Linked DNA regions of Mus musculus: regions 1 and 2 are each linked to region 3. A link is a contact called in public HiChIP or PLAC-seq data. All regions are on one chromosome and are shown on one strand. The core of a region is the stretch at or near the end of the contact, and the rest is flanking DNA. Distances in the headings are between cores, read along the strand shown.

The links. HiChIP or PLAC-seq counts read pairs in DNA pulled down with a chosen protein or histone mark.
Region 1: an H3K27ac HiChIP or PLAC-seq map of heart atrium shows a contact between it and region 3, with 4 times the contacts expected there. The contact joins two enhancer-like sites. A contact is called at or near these places in 4 of 484 Hi-C or Micro-C datasets (bone marrow-derived macrophages, embryonic stem cells and nephron progenitors) and 4 of 115 datasets of contacts at active chromatin or transcription factors (embryonic stem cells, epiblast stem cells and heart atrium).
Region 2: a contact with region 3 is called in an H3K4me3 HiChIP or PLAC-seq map of craniofacial prominence, with 5 times the contacts expected there. The contact joins the promoter of Fmnl2 here to the enhancer-like site in region 3. A contact is called at or near these places in 4 of 39 promoter capture datasets (hippocampal neurons, liver, maxillary cranial neural crest and 1 more), 5 of 484 Hi-C or Micro-C datasets (the Patski cell line, bone marrow-derived macrophages, embryonic fibroblasts and 2 more), 14 of 115 datasets of contacts at active chromatin or transcription factors (cardiomyocytes, a colorectal cancer cell line, craniofacial prominence and 11 more) and 4 of 9 other capture datasets (adipose tissue, embryonic stem cells, liver and 1 more).

The regions. Positions count from the first base shown.
Region 1 is chr2:52,782,496-52,786,545 of GRCm38.p6, forward strand. No RefSeq gene overlaps it. Among named protein-coding and RNA genes, the nearest start is that of Stam2, 42 kb to the left of the region's middle. Within about 2 kb of position 2,801, at least 24 of the 459 cell types and tissues checked have an H3K27ac peak or open chromatin away from gene starts, as enhancers often do. A contact at or near this core is called in heart atrium, where this site is marked.
Region 2 is chr2:52,856,498-52,860,906 of GRCm38.p6, forward strand. It overlaps Fmnl2 (formin-like 2), which reads left to right and starts at 1,371. Exons shown (of 27, transcript NM_172409.2): 1 at 1,371-1,762. The coding sequence starts at 1,646.
Region 3 is chr2:53,028,930-53,033,135 of GRCm38.p6, forward strand. All of the region lies in intron 2 of Fmnl2 (formin-like 2), which reads left to right. Among named protein-coding and RNA genes, the nearest start is that of Gm52511, 22 kb to the left of the region's middle. Within about 2 kb of position 1,807, at least 95 of the 459 cell types and tissues checked have an H3K27ac peak or open chromatin away from gene starts, as enhancers often do. A contact at or near this core is called in adipose tissue, craniofacial prominence, embryonic fibroblasts and 7 more, where this site is marked.

The sequences.
Region 1 (4,050 bases), core at 1,551-4,050, 250 kb before region 3:
TTCTTGGGAGAAACCATGTACTAAATGTAATTTTAAAATGTTTAATCGTCTTAAAAAACCATTAAGGGCTATGAATAATTGAATAGCACTATGCTATCTTTTAGATACCTGAGAATGATTAAGAAGAGTGAGTTAATTCACATTTGATCAACTTTTTTTGTTTGTGTTTGTTTGTTTGTTTGTTTGGTTGGTTGTTGTTGTTGTTTTTGGTTTTTCAAGACAGGGTTTCTCTGTATAGCCCTGGCTGTCCTGGAACTCACTTTGTAGACCAGGCTGGCCTCGAACTCAGAAATCTGCCTGCCTCTGCCTCCCGAGTGCTGGGATTAAAGGTGTGTGCCACCATGCCTGGCTTTTTTTGTTTGTTGGTTGGTTGGTTGGGTTTTTTGGTAACTTTTTTTGAAGTTAGTTTTTCACAGTGTGCTTCCTTCAAAACTGAGGTACTGCAAGGGAGACAAGCAGGAGAGTCCTGAGTTAGAAACTAGCTGGAGCAGCAAGGAGACAGACAGCGGTCCTGAGTTGGAAGCTAGCCTGAGCTGTATGGTGAGACCCTTTTCAAAGTCCACAAGCAACCAGGCATGGTGGTGTGTTTATAAAACAAGTACTTGAGGTGTGGAGGTAGGAGGATCAGGTGTTCAAGGCCAGCCTCTGCTATGTAGGACCCCAAAACAAACAAACAAACAAACAAACAAAAAAGTGAAGAGCTAATACCTCAACTAATAATATTTTCTACTTATATAATTGTTTGAAAATATCTTCTCTCCCATTCATTTCCTCATGTGAGGAAAATGTGTAAGCTACACAGCTGTTCATACCTGCACCCAGGGGTAAATACCTTAAGACCTGGCTGCTCTGGGGGTGGGGGTGGGGGATCTTCAGCATTATTCAAGGTTAAAGATGCAGAATCTCAGGCTCCACCCTTGACCTTCAGCATCAGACTCTGCTTAAAGAAAGATGGAGTAACTTGCCCTGGGAACTTTTGTGATGACGCTGGGGCTAGAACACACGTAATCTACAGGTTTTCAGGTTCTAGGTCTGTCAACTGGCTATTCTGAGTTACAATGAACAATAACCTAAATATCAGAGACTGCTCTCAGTTTTTCTTACAGAAAGAATCAATTTGGTGTTTCTATTGTGGCCGAAATAAGCCATCAATTACATTAAACTATAAAACATTCCAGAGCTGGGAAACAAGACGTATGTGACCAGTAGTTGGTATGCCATATTTTCTTTGTCAGTTTTAGCATCAATTTCTGTTAGCACTGAGAATAACAAAATTAACTTTATTTTTCTTTAACAAATAAATAGCTTCTAGCTAAATAACTAGCAGGAATTAAACAGTAAACCAGATATTGAAAAATAAGTAAAATATAAACCTATTTAGCAGGAAGCTCTTCTTGGGATGCACAGTATACTAGCATCTCCCCATAATCAACCTCGTGTGCTTTTTGTTGTTTTGTTTGCTTGTTTTAAACAAAGATGATGCTTGCTGCGCAAGATGGTTCACGCCTTTAATTCCAGCACATGGGAGGCACTGGCAGGAAAATCTCTGTTAATACAAGGGCAGCCTGGCCAGCTCACACAGTGAGCTCCAGGCCAGTATGGGATGCATAGTGAGACCTTATCTTAAAATAAAAGAAAAAAAGACACTTTTCTCCCAGTTCCTCCTTGTCACAAGTAAACTATTAATGAACCCTCTCCGCTCTGAACAAAAGCCATGCTTCCTCTTTAGTTCACCGCGATGCTTCTATGATCAGATAGATCCAGAGAGAGTTCTTTTTAAAATCCACATACAAAAGAGAATGATGGCATATTAATAGGATAATTGGGTCTGATGGGTTCAACTACTAGAAAATAGGGTTTTCTAGGAACAGTTCCTAATTCCAGGGCAGGTGTTAGTGGAAGAAAGGACATATGAAGGTTTGGAGGACAAACTTGGAGATGATAATAAACAAAAAAAAGACATTAAATTTCTATAATGCTTACCTTTTTATTGCTTTCCTTTGTATTATTTTAAAGATTTATATTACTTTTACTTATATGTGTGTATTTATGTGTGCAGATTCCAGAGAGGGTATTGTTAGGTCTCAAACCTGGGACTAATGGCTAACAGAAGTGCCTAGTTAGCATATCAAAGCAGACCTGGCCACCAGGTTCTCTTAGCATCCCTCAGTCTCTACCTGTTACACGGTATGGCTGCCATACTGGGTCCTCTACCCTGAAATCTCCAACCAAGGTGCTGGAGTGTCCTTCCCTAGCCCCTTATAATCCTATAGAATCCAGCCATTTTGGTACCTGGCCTTTTGTCTGCCCTTTACTCTCCTAACTCTCTCTGCTCCCTTTCCCCTTCCCTTACATGGCAGAGCTCATGGTCACGTTCACTCTGGACTCTCCCAGCTGCCCCTGCCTCTGTTGATGCTCTCCCTTTCATCTACAATAAACTTTCTCCCCCACCACACCTAGAAGCAGTCATGTCCTTCCCCTTTCTCTTCTTCATTCAGGTAACTGGAGTTACAGGCACTTATGAGTTACCCAGCATAGATGCTGGCAACTGATCTTAATCTTCTGCAAGAACAGCAAGTGAGCATTCTTCATTACTCACCCATCTCTCCAGTCCCCTTGTTTGTATTGTTATGCTGGTGGCCTATCTGAGGTCACAGTGAGGATGTTAGGGTAGCTGAGAGAGGCAGGCAAAGTCTCTAAGAGGTCAGGTATTTAAGGACAAATGCTGTAGAGGGTCATTTCCTCCAGGCCTGAGATGAACTCCTGCCACCACCACAATGGAGCCAAAACTGCTATGGTGACCTAAGTGTAGACCGTGGCCTTGTAGTCATGGTAACAAAATAAACAAAACAACATAGTGCTAGCTAATTCTGTAGTAGTGGCAATGGTTTGTTAATACTCCTCAGTAGGAAGGGTATCACTAGACCCCCACCAGGGTTTTACCAGCTACTCCCCTGCCATTTCTATCACAGCTGTCTGTGGCTTTTGAGTGCAGTATTTAGATAGCCAGGAGATGTCTGTGACAAAGGGCCTGGGGACACGCTACAGCCTGTCCCCCCAACCCCCCTTTTCCGATTTCCTGGAATCTGTCCAGGAAGCCTGTTAGCCAAATACAGGAGGCATTTAAAACTCTAAATAGATACTATGGTAGAAGAAACTCTTCATGACACATTATAGTCAGGATGTCAAAAATACAAAGAAAGAAACAATGCTAAAAGCTGTAAGAAAAAACCCAGAAAGCCAACTCCCAAAGTAAACACATCAACATGACATTGGCTCTTTTATCATCGACCCTGAAAACTGAGAGTACACGAAATTATATATTTCAAGCCCTGAGAGTAAATAACTGCCAACTCAGATGCCCATATCCAGATGAGTGATTGTCTACAATTAATGGAGAAGTAAGGACATTTAAGACAAACCCAGACTAAGCAGTTCATGATCCCAACTTCAGCACTGTAGCCAGAGGAAGACAGTCAGTCTCAATCACTGGAGCAGAGGAGAGACATTCATGAAAGTAACAAATGAACAAAGGAGACATTGGAAGGAATCCTTCATGTCCTACACAATAAATAAGCAAACCCTTAATCTTACTGGGGGGAAAAGAAAGCAATTACCAAAAACAACCAACAAAGCTACAATAATTATCACTCAGAAATAACCTTATAGGTCAAAAAGGTCTCAGGTCACAAAGAGACTTTGCCTGATTGGATTACAAAACTAGATCTAACTACCTGGTATTTTTCAGGAAATATATCTCTCAGGTGCAAATACCCACTGAGAGTAGTATATGAAAGACTATCTATCAAGTGGAATGGAAGAAAGCTACTGCATATTAATAAAGGAACAATTCATCAAGAATATGTAACAATTGTTAAATATATGCACCAAATATTGAGACATGTAATTCCGTAAAACAAACACTAATGGACATAAACAGTCAGAGAGATCCTGATAGAGTATTAGTGGGTGACATCAACACTGTCATGCCCTCATATTTATATAGATCACCCAAATGAAAAATCAGCAAAGCCTCAGAGTTGAACTGTA
Region 2 (4,409 bases), core at 121-2,620, 170 kb before region 3:
ATGAAATTAGGGCACGAAAAGTTAAGCAAGGGCCATGAGACCAGGCATTCATAGCTACTAAGGAAAAGTTGGGGCTCTTGATATATCCGGGTAGGATGCAATTTACTTGCTTTCTTAAGAAGATAGCCCAGGGTTGGAGAGATGAGTACTGGCTGCTCTTCTAAAGGACCTGGGTTCAATTCCCAACCCCCAGGCAGATCACGTCTGTCTGTAGCTCGAGTTCTAGGGAATCCTGATGCCCTCATATAGATACACATGCAGGAAGAACACTAATTAATGCCTCTGAAATAAAATAAACAAAACAAAATAAGACGATAGCCTAAGCTGCAAAGAGTACCACAGCTTCTTGGGCTCCATCTCTCAGCTCAGGGAAATTCTGGTGCCAGGCAGAACTCATGGTATGAGTAGCTTTAATCAAAAGTTCTACATGGGCTTGAAATCTACAGCAAGGGCAGCTGGCTAAAGTCACGTATAACAGTGCATTTCCAAGCCCTCATAACATCTAGTTAAGTTCAGAGGGACAGAGTTGAGCCTAATATTCTCTGTGAAACACTTGGGGCAAATCTGCTTTGGAAGCAGGATGGGTGCAGTCAACGACCACCCTCATGCAAAATAGTTATTTGTGTAAACTGTCTTCCTTACTAGATTTGAAAGCATTGCAGGGCTGAGTGTCTCAGCCTATGAAATCGTAACTCCCGTCATAGGTCTTTGACAGTTATTTTCTTTGAATTGTCTATTGTGGATTGAATTCTTGTAAAAACTCACACATACTATAAACCCCACATTTGCTTATAAAACATCCAGTTAGATCAAAGACCATGCAACATAGATGCCGAAGAACCCGTACCACGTCTCCACCTGTAGTTCGTGAAGTTGGGCATTGCCAATACCCGGGGTGGGGGTCTCCTATTCAACTAGATTCTCTCACAGGGTTATACTCTTCTGAAACTTAAATCACGCGTTTCATGATTGACTGGAGTCATTCACTCATTCTTCAAACGTGCTGAAGTGTCAGATTTTACGTAGGCGAGGCAGGTCTTCAAACTGTCGGAGTGAGGGAGGTCGAGATAAAAGTGACTAAAGCCACCTTTCACGGCGTCCAGCTTGTTTTTGCTGCAAGCACCCCAACTACAGCGCGGCCCTCCAGGAGCGCGCGCGGTTTCTGCGCGTGGCCGGTTTGGGCCGAAACTACGCGTCCCGGCAGTCCGCGGGGCGGGTGGGCGGAGCCGGGCCGGGGGCGGGGGCCGAGAGGGGGCATTGTGTCGGCCAGCCGTGCGCGAACGTCCGCTCGCTGTGGGGCCGGGGCTGAGGTGTCAGCGCCGCTGCGGCCGGGGCGAGAGGCGGACGAGCAGGAGCGCGCAAGCGGCCGCGGGTGCCGGCGGGGGCGGCGGGAGCACCATGCGGATCGGCGCCCAGCGCCCTGCAGACCCCTCGCGAGGCAGAGAGGCCGGGGCGGCGCCGGGGCGGCGGGGAGCATGAGGACGGCCGGGGACCGGCTGGGTTCGGAGCTCTGCTAGGAAGCGGCGTGCGCTGAGCACTAACCGGGACGCGGCGGAGGGCGGGAGCCAAGCGCCCGGGGCTGTGGGCATTTTGGACGCGGACGCAAGGGGCCCGGAGCCAGCCGGGGCTCCGGCACGCAGCCGACATGGGCAACGCGGGGAGCATGGACTCGCAGCAGACCGATTTCAAGGCGCACAACGTGCCATTGAAGCTGCCGATGCCCGAGCCAGGTGAACTGGAGGAGCGCTTTGCCATCGTGCTGGTGAGTGAGTCCGCTGCGGCCGGGCGCGGGGCCCCCGTGGGGCAGGCGGCGCAGATGACCCGGCTCCTCCGGTCCCAAGGGCGAGGCTCACACCTTCCCCATTGTGGGCTCCCAGCCTCGCTTCTCTCAGCCTCCGTCCTTGCGCTCTCCAGGGGTCCTCGGATGGGGAGAGGAGCTCGGGCCGGGCTACCCCGGCGGCCACGAACCCATTGTCTGGCGGGAGCAGCACCTCGCAGCGCGTGTGCCGGGAGGTGCAGAGTGGGTGTGAAGGGAAGGTGGCTGGCCGGGGAGGAGTGAGGGACGGGCCGCTAAAGCTTTTTGTTTAAAGAATGAAAAGCAACCGGCAGACCCCGACCCTCTGCGTAGCATCCCCCGGACGCGCAGCTCTGGGCCTTGCGGGGTCTGCTGCAGACGCGCGCAGGTGGCTGGCCGCAGGCGCCGCGCCCGCACTCGGTCGGCCGAACTTGGAGGGTGGACCTCGCGGCTGGGCAGATGGACAGCTCCCCAGAAAGAGAAAGAGGAGGCCGGCAGCTGAGTGGCGCCGTGGTCCCTCCGCGAGGGGGAGGCATCTGAAACCCAGACGCGGGTGGGGAAGGCGGGGGGTGGGGGAGAAGCGCCCCGGGCAGGGGAGAACCTCAGTGTGTTCCCTTTGGTCTTAAATCTTAAACCACAAAAATGTGCAGTTTGGCTGGGACGTGTTAAGAGCCGTCCTGACTTCACGGACGACCCCAGTTCCTTCAGTCGAGTCCATGGCTCCCTCCCGCATTCCGCATCACTCAGCCTTCCCGTTCCAGCTTCTCAATCAAAGACTGGAATCCTCTCTCTCCGTTTCCTTTTGGGACTAAGTTTCTGGGCTCTTCCCACCCGGAGTCTGCCTTGCTGTGAGCTCAAAAGGGTGTGACGCCTTTTCCCTTGCCCCAGAGAGCGTCCCAAGTGCAGTTGGTTCCTGGTTTCTCAAGTTTTAAGATTCCACCTTCTCTTAAGGGGATGATGGGAAGGAAATGAGGCTGGGGGGTGGGGTGGGCGGACTCCTGGTCTGAGACTTGACACTCTGCTTCCCCCTTTTTCTAAATCCATGCAAGACAAGGCAGCCAGAGCCAGAGGAACTTGTGATGGAGCTGCCAACTCCTGTGTCTACCTGAGAGAATTTTGGCATGTAACTTAAGAACTTTGGGAGAGGTCTCAAGCCCTGGATCAAAAGTTGGTTTTCTGAGATTTGAATGTTGAGTGGGACATTGAAGCTGCCTTTCTTCATCCCTTGAAAGGAGGTTGCTTTGGTACTGGGACCGTGCTCTGTCTGGATGGCAGGTCGGCTCTGTGTGATCAGGGAGCACGGAGGCTGCAGCTCTTTGCAGCCCTTTTAGGCCCCCTGGAAGTTGCTGTGAACATGGGGGGAAAAGATGTGGCTGCCTATTTTGCTTTGCATGGCCTGTGATCTCCCACAGCTGCTCCCACGTTATGCAAGATGGGACGCTGTGAAATGAAACAGCCCAAGCTTAATTACTTCTCAAGGCAGTCTGGTGCACACTTGACCCGTCTTTCCAGAGACAAACGGTGTTTCTTGAAAACAAAAACAAAACAACAGACAAACAAACAAAACACACCAAAAAAAACCTGTTCCTGACAGACATAGCTGCAACTTTCTGGCTCTGGGTTTTCTGTTTTTACCCTTCATCGTGTGGTGTGGTGTTATCTGTCTGTCTGTCGGCCTGTCTGTGTGTGTGTGTGTGTGTGTGTGTGTGTGTGTGTGTGTGAGAGAGAGAGAGAGAGAGAGAGAGAGAGAGAGAGAGAGAGAGAGGGGGGTTGGGCAGCCAGTGGCACAAGGAGGTTGCCGCAGCCATGCTAATAACAATAATGCAATTAAGTTCTACTCAACTGGGAGAGCATTTTTTGCATGAGCTTTCAGTTACTCTGCTGATTAATAACACATGGTATGAATTAATCTTTAGGAAAATAATGCCCCTTCATTAAAATGGTGGATTTGTGCTCCCATTGAGTCTAGCGGGTCACAAAGTGAGTCTGTAGGCTTTTATGATTGTAAATCCTGGGCTCCTTGGGGGTGTCCGATGTTTGCTGTGGCTACTTTCACTCCATGGAGTGGCCCGCTGTTAGCTGGAAGCAATTGTTTTGCAAGCTGTTTAAGAGAATACTGAGTTTCTCAAACAAGAAACAAAAGCACAACATATGCTGACCTTTTTTGAGTAGTTCCAAGGCTTTTGGCATCCTTGCAGATAGGGATTCACTGTTGCTGTTTAGGTTCTCATCTGAGCTCTACTTGCTGTTATTGCCTGAAACAATTTAAAGGAAACCCTCCCAGCTAGCTAGTTAGTCGCCCTGCTGATTCCGCCTGTGCCTTCCCCCTCGGGCTGTTTACTCAGAGTTTACTACGTTGGTTTTCTTTCGTTTTCAGGAGTTGCTGGAGGCATCAGGAATATGTAATTTTGGAGATAAGGCTTGAAGGACAAGATTTAGGAGGGAGATTTTGTTAGATAGCCTTATACACATGGATGGACACACACACACACACACACACACACACACACACACGCGAGCCTCTGTGTGTGTGTGTGTTTGATTTTTTTTTTTCCATTCTCGAGGAATGATAACCAGGTTGACATTACTACTGTGAGGTCCCTTTCCACCTCTG
Region 3 (4,206 bases), core at 557-3,056:
TTATGGATCCTTAGTCCATTTGTTAGATCTTTGCTGCCATGATCTCATCCTCTCTGGGAAGCTTATCACAGACAGACATGCCCAGGGCTAGCCTATCACAGACAGACATGCCCAGGGCTCACTTCACTGTCTAGCCTATCACAGACAGACATGCCCGGGGCTCACTTCACTGTCTAGCCTATCACAGACAGACATGCCCAGAGCTCACTTCACTATCTAGCCTATCACAGACAGACATGCCCAGAGCTCACTTCACAGTCTAGATGTTTCTTCTCTCCCTCTCTCCCACATTCCTTCCCTCTCTTTCTTCCCTCTCCCCCTTCTCTTTCAAGATTTTGTTACCCACTTTCCTTGTTACCCAATATTTTGTTTTTATGATACATGATCGCCTCTGGAAAGCTTTCAATGATCTCTAGTCTTTGTTTGTACTAAAGATGCTCTGCTGCTGGCTTCCCATTCCCAAATTATTCCCCAGCCATTTTATAAGATGTTCATGGACACGTAGACTATAGTGATGGATATACCGCCTTTCAACACGTTCCTATATCTTCATAGGCAAAGCACAAGTCCATTTAGTTTTTAGACCAAATAATGAGAGGAATTCTGTAATTTTACATAGAAGCTATACTTAATAAGATTTGCTGTCTAGATGTTTCTTGGGTATTTGATGGCTTAGGTGAAGAGAATTTGAAATGTAATATGTACCTGTGCTTGCATTGGGTGGAGAGATATGGTTGTTTGTCTTTTCTTAAGAAGTATCAATCTAAAATGAAATCTTTGGCAGCTAAAATAAAGAATCTGGCTAATTGAAAGCTTATTCAACTGCCGGTGTGACCTTTCACTATTGTGTCTGGTTCCTAGATTCCCGTCGCAGTAATAGCATTTCTGGGGAGTGCTGTTGTGTTCCATGCACCCTGGTGGTTGGCTTGTGCACGGACCCACCTGAAATTATGGACCAATGTTGTCAGAGTAGCCTCTTCTTTCACAAGGCTAAAGCGTTCAGGGGGAACCAACCCTCACGTTGAGAAAGATATTGAGTGATGGATAGGATTGGGCCAGCCTAATTAATCCAGCACATTAGAAGAGGAGCCATGGGATGTTTTGATGAAGAAAGCCCTGTTGAACTAGAGTGAACCAGAAGAGACTTTTGCTAGTCTAAATAATGGAAACTGTTTGGAAAAGCCTCTTCAAAGAGGTTTCAGTCTGAGAGCTGTAATGGAATACTTGGATACCCCTCCCCCAGCTAGGAAAGTGATTTCATAGTGAGCTAAGGAATGCTTCAGAGCTCTCCAAGAAACCATGGCTGGGGAAGGAATCTGGCATGCTGATTTTTTTTTTTTCAGTTCTAGTTTTATGCAGAAACGTACAGCTTTTAATGCTGGGAAAGGAAAAAGGAGAGTTACACAGTTCTACCCATATGGTTTTCTATTTGTTAGAGCTCTGTCTTGGCTCTGTTAACTACCCACTCTCTGTTAGCTTATTTTCTGGCATCTTTCTTGCCTGTTCCAATGACCTGAGATTCTTCGTGCCCTGACTTTTCTGGCACTGAGGTCTTGGAACCCAGCTTTTTTTTTTTAAGGCCCTGAAGTTACACTCCATGCACCTCTGCCTTTGTTCCCAGACTTCCTCATCTGGAACACTTTTTGTCTCCTGCCTTGCAGAGAGACTTGGGATAGGATAGCTCTGTGCTGCCTCTCCTTCAGCATTGGATCCAAATCCCTCTTTCTCCAGGGACATCCCTTTGATCCGCACAGTTGGAAACCGCCTCACCTCGCTTTGAACTGAGGAGGATCACATATGGCTCTTATCATGTTCTAGTTTGTATCATAACTCTGTGTGCTGAATCACAGAGACGAGATTTTACCACCCTGGAAGTGAATCATTGGATTTATTTTTCTTTGAGTTTTAAAATAATAGCACCTTCTATTTATGGGTTCTGAATCGGGGAAGGAATAAAATGACCATTAGAAATGGATGTCCCAGTGAATACCTTGAAATGGATGATCTAAATAGGACAGCAGGGTTGAAGATGTTCTGAGGCAGAGGCTTGCTTTGCAGGAAGCTTTTTAAATCTAATCATCACCAGAGGGCTCTTCTCAATGGTTGTGCAGCTAGGTTGGCTTCTCCTATGGCTGTGCTTCCTAGCCTTCCTACTGCCGTGGCCCTTTAATACACTTCCTCATGTTGCAGACCCCTTCCCCTCGGCCGCAAAATTATCACTTTGCAACTTCATGACTGTAAATTTGCTACTATTACGAATCATAATGTAAATATCTGATAGAAACCCCCAAAGGGATTATGATGCGAAGGTTGAGAACCGCTGTCCTATGGTCCCAGCTTCTTCACCAATAGTTAGACCAAATAGGTAAGGGTTTAATGGTATGCCTCTTTGTTCTCCATTGTCCTCTTCTGTCTCATCGTGTACACACACACACACACACACACACACACACACACACACACACACAGCTCATATATATCCCTTCTGGAGGTGGTGCCGTATACCAACTCCTGTAATGTATAATTGTTTTGGAAATAAAAATCTATGTGTTCTTTTGGGGCCTTTGGTGTTGTTCATCCCTTGGGAGTCCAGGTCTACTTGTGTGAATTCTCTTTTATTTGCATAGGTTAGCTCTGAGGGCTTGCTGGGCCCTTGGGCTAAGCTACCCTGACTGCTCTTGAAGCCACTCATCTCTAGCTGGTGCACACTTGGCCTTTCCTACAGTAAAGCATGGCTATCTACACACACTATGGCAATATTTTCTTCTCATCTTTTCTGCATTTGCTAATGTCACGATTTCCCATTTGAGAGAGTGGTATGGCACCCTAGGAGACAGGGAGGGTTCCTGTCACTTTCTCATTGTTTTTCAGCATCTGGCAAATCAGATTAGAACTCACTAATAGCAACAGTACTGGTTGTAACTATGCCTTAGTAGTGACTATAGTTTGCTTGCTTACCCTTTGGCAATGATACCAATCCCCAAATAATTCCAGCTTTGAGGTGAAGAGGAATAGATCATTTGTGTAGAAAGCTTATGTAACCAAAGAAAAGGTCTTCCTGTGTTTTCACTAGAATGAATTATTGTGAAATCAGTATAATAAAAACATTAAAATAGCATTATGTTGACATCTAATTCAGTAGGGTTCTTGAAGCAGTGTGAATAGCTCTACCTACAACAATCCTGAATTAGGGATGAATGGGGGGAGAGACTCAGTAGTCAGTATGTATCTCAACAGTCATTAGTTTCTTGGCAAACTCGTGTTCAGATGTCTTGCTAAAATATCATTAGGTCTCAGAATATTAAGGTGTAAGATGAACTTGAATGGAATTTTGTTTGATGTTGGGATCTCTTATCCAAATACTGTTTATAGAGTAGAAATGATTGAAACATGCTTGTTATAAGTCCAGCTCACACCAGATTAACCTCAATTAATTTCCCCTGTAATGATCCACAAAGTTTGAGAAGGTATATAAAGTTTGGAAAAAGTTTTCTAAATGAGTGGCATACTCAAGTCAAAACCCTTACAGCTGAAGGACTTCACTGAGCAACTTTACTAGATTTAGATGTTAAAGGGGAAGGCGGGGCCCAAGGAAACAGTTCAGCTGCTTTGAAAGAAACTACCTCTGCCTTTCTGAGAGTCCTAGGCAAAGCTCTCAGCATAGTCTACTTCCAGAGCTGTGATACCTAATCACCTCTATTGGTTGGTTGTGTGTGTCAACTTGACACAAGCTGGAGTTACCACAGAGAAAGGAGCTCCCTTGAGGAAATGGCTCCATGAGATCCAGCTGCAAGGCATTTTCTCAATTAGTGATTGGCGGGGGGTGGGGGTGGGGGGGTGGCATTGTGGGTAGTGCCATTTCTGGGCTGGTAGTCTTGGGTTCTATAAGAAACCAAGCCAAGCAAGCCAGTAAGTAACATCCCTCCATGGGCTCTGCATCAGCTCCTGATTCTTGACCTGCTTGAATTCCAGTCCTGACTTCTTTTGGTAATGAACAGCAATGTGGAAATGCAAGCTGAATAAATCCTTTTCTCCCCAACTTGCTTCTTGGTCATGATGTTTGTGCAGGAATAGAAACCCTGACTAAGACATTACCTTAATTCACCCTTGTTATGACCCCATCTTTTCCTTCTTTTAGGAATAGCTTTGCTTTTCCATCTTGGTGGCAGCGAACTTGATCTCTAGCTAATAAAGTGGATTATAGTA